2 separate regions of the Zea mays genome follow, and region 2 is linked to region 1. The links are chromatin contacts, called in public Hi-C maps. All regions are on one chromosome and are shown on one strand. Each heading gives the region's core, a stretch centred on a gene start, on an enhancer-like site or on the middle of the called end of the contact. The rest is flanking DNA. Distances are from core to core; before and after follow the strand shown. Region 1 holds the start of LOC103652879. Region 2 has its middle 4.3 kb from the start of LOC103652881.

Region 1 (2,700 bases), core at 164-2,663:
TTTTAGAAAAGACTCGAATTTCTAAAGAAATAACAAATTTTCTTTTGCTAAACAACCTGACGTATCATGTATGTATACTGCTAAAAACTTTCCAGATCAGGAAGCGGAACTAAATAAACCATGGCTGAAGCAAATAAGAAGGAAATGGAAAGGAGTTAGTTACCTGCTCCAGCTCCTGTCCGGCGCTCTCGGATTGGCGGCGCCATTGGCATTCCTGAGGCTGGCGGCGCTGCTGTTGCTGTTGCTGCTGCTGGTCCGGCTGCTGTTCCCGGCCTCGCTGAACTCGCTCTTGGTCCACCACTCCTCCTCCTGCACCGCCGCCTCCTTCTTCTCCTTCCTCTTCTTCTTCTTGCTGTCCTTGGCGGCGTCGGGCTTGGGCGAGACCTTCTTCTTGCCGCCGAGGGAGAGCGGGAGGAAGAGCTTGATGAGCAGGCCGGTGTCCAGGCTGACGCTGCGGTCCAGGCTCCGGCTCCGCTGCTTCCGCATCGTCCTCTGCTTCCTCCCCTGCTTCTTGCCCTTGGAGCCTCCCTGCTTCCTGCTACCGCCGCCGTCCTCGGCGTCCGCCGCCGCGACGGCGTCCTTCCTGGCGCCGGCGGACTCGCCCTTCTCCTGCGCCGGGACGGGGACGGCGCGACTCGCGCGTGGTCCGGCGGTGGTAGGCGGCGGCAGAGGGTTGGTAGGGGCGTGGGGAGGGGACGGGGGCGACGGGTGCTCGACGATGTCGCGGAGCGAGAGCTCGTAGGCGGACTCCGGGAGGCCGCGGACGAGGTCGAGCATCTCGCGGCGGTACCCCGCGATGGCCTGCGCCCGCGACGGCGAGCTGCCCGCCGACGCCGGGTACTGCCGGTGGAGCTGGTGGTGGTGCGCCCACAGCTGCGGCGACGGCGTGCCCGAGCCGCCGGAGCTGTAGTCCATCTCCGGCGAGGCCTGCGGCGACGCCTGCAGCCACCGGACCTCCTCGTCCCCGTACCGCGGCGCCATCGGGTTCGCCGGCGGCCGCGGCGGCAGCCCCCGCGCCGGCGAGCCCGGGAAGCTGAACTCTGGTCGCCGCTGCATGGCCAGGGCCAGCCAAGGAGGGGATCGGTCGGTCCCTGTAACAGAGCAGCTGCTGTGCAGTGCAGAGCGAGAGAGGTGTGTCCGTCTCGCGCGTGGGGAAGGGAAGGTGGAGGGCGCCGGGGAGATGGTTGGTTAATAATGGCGTCGTCGAGTACTCCAGCCGCACCCGCAATGCAACGCAACCAGAGCGGAGCAGAAAGCGATGGCGAGTGCTCGGAGTCGTCGCGGGAATTTAAATCAGCACTAGTTTTCGGCGGCTTTGATTTCGTGTACCGGGAGCGATGGGGGGGCCTCGCGGCGGTGGTGCGTTTGCGTTGTTGGTGTGGGATGGGAACAGCACGGCAGGCCTTGGCGGCTTTTATTTTCATTTCAGGGGCAGTAAATGAACACAGGACACACTTTACACCGTGGGGAGGGGGCTGTGTTTGCGGAAGATAACGGTCGAGAGCCACGTGTTGCGAGTCCGAACAGGCTTTAATCTAAAACGATCATCCTATAATTTTAAAGCAAAATTAATAATATAGCTTACAGTAGTATTACCTCTATTTCTTTTTAGTTGTCGCTTCATAATGTTGCTACGCGACATATAGCTAAAGCTAAGGATCCGTTTGATCCCATGAGCTAAAATAAAAATAACTAAAGTTTAGATATTTTAGGAGCTAAAAATGATTAAAATAGTATAACATAGATTTTTAGTCACTTTTAGCTTTAAAAAAGAGCAATTAATTTTTTTAGCCACTGAATCCAAATAGGTCTAACTAAAAGTCTAGCCATATAAGGGTATGTCCAACAGATGGATATTTAAGGGGTTATATTAAAATATATAAGAGATTGTCTCTTCGTGAAGAGCCCGTCTCTATATGACTATCTATAAGTATGATATTACTGATTTTAAAGACATCTCATGCAATGTATCATACAGTCACTTAGTTGTCTCTTGTATTTAGAAAACTAATCTAGAGACTCAATGTCGTACATACAACATCATTTAACACCCCACCTCTTGAGAGGTCTATAATACGTTAAATAAAAAATATAAGAAAAAAGCTTGTCGGCGTTTCGAGACCGGGGGGTCCCTGGGCCGACGAGTGAAATGTCGCCGCGTGCCCCAGTCCAGATGGGTCGGCGCGAGGCCGAGCGCGCAGGGGGAAAAAGGCAGCCGGAGACGGGCGTGAGAGAGGTGGAAATCCCGCGGCCTTCGTGTTCGTCCCGCGCCCAGGTCGGGTGCGCTTGCAGTAGGGGGTTACAAGCGTCCGCGTGGGAGAGAGCGAGGGACTCTACGCGTCGCCCCGTCCTCCCGTGCGGCCAACCCTCTGTAAGAGGGCCCTGGTCCTTCCTTTTATAGGCGTAAGGAGAGGATCCAGGTGTACAATGGGGGTGTAGCAGAGTGCTAACATGTCTAGCGGAGGAGAGCTAGCGCCCTAAGTACATGCCATCGTGGCAGCCGGAGAGGTTTTGGCACCCGGTTCGTGTGGTGTCGTGGCCGTCGGAGGAGCGCTGGAGCCTGGCGGAAGGACAGCTGTCGGAGCCGTCGAGTCCTTGCTGACGTCCTCTTGCTTCCGTAAGGGGGCTGAGAGCCGCCGTCGTCACAGAGCGTGCGGGGCGCCATCATTGCCTATCTGGCGGAGCGAGCCAGATGGGACG
Region 2 (2,700 bases), core at 189-2,688, 150 kb after region 1:
CCTATAACAAGAGAATTAATTTCATGTTCACGATTTAGAACTCTAATTTGATCAAGTTACACAAGTTTACCTGATGCATCACCATGTGAAGGCAAGGGGTTTGCTAGTGGAGTCGGAATGACGTCGTACTAATGTGTGGCACTATCGTACGCCTGCAAATAAATTAATCATCACTTGTGCATTTACAATCATTTTGAAACCTGACAAATGACTAAATTGAAGTCAAGCTATTACCTGTCCCTGCATCCACATACCCTACATCATTTGTTGTGATTGTAGCATTTGCATCTATTGTTGCATCTGCCAAATTAGCGCTCCATCCTTTGCAGAACATTGCCGGGCCCGACTAGTCCTGATAGAGGATTAAGATTGCCTACTATAACTTTGGCGGTCCATGACACCATCGCTGGTAGGAAACCTGCATAGAGTATTTTAATATATACAATAGATATAATCGTGGTTATGGAAATGAAATTGCTAGACAATATAAAGTACCTCCCATGTGACATAGCTAAGTCAAACTTGGCTGACTTCCAGTCCACGTCTTGTCCATGTTTCTCTTGCAAATTTTCAATATAGCGACCCTATAAAACATTGATTTCAATTGAAAAGTCTTTCTAACATAGAAAGTGAAAACATTGAAATTAAAGACTCGAGTCAATATTTGGACTTCCCAATTTTTATGTCGCATTATCGTCGCACAGAATCTCCGGATAATCCGGATCTAGACCCTTGTGCCCCTTGATGAAAACTTGGACAACTATAGGGTCGATGCCATCTCAAAGAATCCTGCAATACAAGATTACATATCCATAGATTTGTTTAAGAAATAAAATTGGCAATAGTCTAACATAGTAGGAATTTGCCTTGCTAGCATGACCATTAGCCCCGAAGTGGTGGAGACTAGGCTTGTTTAACCAGTTGCCACGATTTCTATCTAATCTGGCTTTGAACTCCTTAGAAGCCCAATACTCGCACAACTAGAAACAAGCATCCTAGTCCTAGATTAGCTAATCCACCTCACTCTCTTTGTACTACACAACTGTAAGGTGTATTATTTTAGCGGTCTCTCTAGTCATGTTAGTCTTTTGATGCTTATGCCACACGACCACCACCTTGACCTATGCATCATACGTCATGCCCTTCAAAACTCTTTGGACAGTGACGTTAAAAACATCACACACGTATTAATCATCGAGGCTCATATCATTTGGCAAGAGATATTGTTCCTACAATATAGACAAAATATTATATTATACCATCAAAGCAAAATATAGACAAAATTGAACTGGCGAGAGAAACTAACCCAAAACCCATCCCACACACGTATGCGCGGGTTCTGCCGGGGCTATAGGCCTTTTGGCTCCAATGGTTCCGAACATTAGTCGCTACGACCGCACCGACATCTGTGACCATCTCTTGGTAGAAGTATTGTCAGTAGATCCCAATTATGATGCTGACTGATGTACGGTGGCCTTGCGCGTCCCAGTCCACCTCTTTCCAAGACCTGGTTCCCGTCAACATAATAATTTGCCGCTGGTCACTTTTGTTCCGAGGCTTACGAAACCTACAAAATAAAAAGTGTTATTTGGAAATTAAACTAATATTAATGTAAAAATTGAAAGGTGCTAATTAATCATAAAATAACTAATGTTTTCAAGTTTCGCAGCTGCCGCCTAAACTGCCTTCGCCTCATCTATTGTCTCTGCAGCTTCCGCCTCGTCTGTTGCCACCTCAGCTTCCGTCTCATCTCCTGGATTCTGATCTACTTGAGCAAATGAGTGATCCTACGACCGCGGCTGGTTTGAAAGTGGAGACATGAGCTGCTCTAGCCTCTACCGGCTAGATGTGGTGGCCTACGAATGGAAACAACATCAAGATAAAAACAATTATCTACCAAACATAATTGAAATAAAATAAGATCTAGTACCATAAATAAGGAAGAGGGGGTGTCTCCAGTAGCATCGGCCTCCCTACTCGACCTAGAACGAGTAGACCTGGAGGAGCCTTCACCCTTTTTCTTCCCTTTCCCCTTACCAAGCATCTTGAACATCTGCACAATTTCCATACAATAGTTAGTATAAATAATTAAATTATAAAATAAATGTAAAACAAGAGTACGACATAAATTCTAGTAATAAAAAATGTAAACTTACAATAACATACATAAATTGTAGTACAACATCATAATCCTTTTCTATGATATGTGCATTATTAAACTGTTCAAGTCATTGTTGTCTTTCAAGAAGTCTTGTTGACTTTCATCGTTTTGCATTCGAAGGATCTGGTTCTTCATCCATTAACTCTACGAGTTTCACAGGTCGAGAAACTAATTCATCAAGGTATGTCCCTTCAGATACAATATCATACTCTTCATCATCATTTCTTTTATGACTGTCTTCTTGATAGACATAAAAATATTATCATTTGTGAAGCTTACGTTGTCATACCGATCAGGGTGAACTGTTGGATTAACTTTGTAGACAACCCACCAAACCTCCAAGCTTGGGTGAGGATAACTTTAGTAGTACACCTGATTTGCTTGATGGACAAGCACAATATTGTTGTACTCATTGCCTTTGTACCGTGATGTGTGTTTTATCTCAACAACCTCAAACTCGTCAACTCACGTGCTGGCTCGAGGATCAAACCATATACAATCAAAAGGTCACAAACCTTAATGGCTTACGACCTCCAAAT

Evidence for each region. Hi-C and Micro-C count contacts between places; a contact is called where the count stands out from the background.
Region 2: a Hi-C map of bundle sheath shows a contact between it and region 1, with 3 times the contacts expected there. The contact joins the enhancer-like site here to the promoter of LOC103652879 in region 1. A contact is called at or near these places in 3 of 25 Hi-C or Micro-C datasets (bundle sheath, ear and leaf).

The regions. Positions count from the first base shown.
Region 1 is chr4:16,376,448-16,379,147 of Zm-B73-REFERENCE-NAM-5.0, forward strand. LOC103652879 reads right to left here and starts at 1,414. Exons shown (of 2, transcript XM_008679867.4): 1 at 164-1,414. The coding sequence starts at 1,056.
Region 2 is chr4:16,522,428-16,525,127 of Zm-B73-REFERENCE-NAM-5.0, forward strand. No RefSeq gene overlaps it. Among protein-coding and RNA genes, the nearest start is that of LOC103652881, 4.3 kb to the right of the region's middle. Within about 2 kb of position 1,439, at least 2 of the 20 cell types and tissues checked have an H3K27ac peak or open chromatin away from gene starts, as enhancers often do. A contact at or near this core is called in bundle sheath, where this site is marked.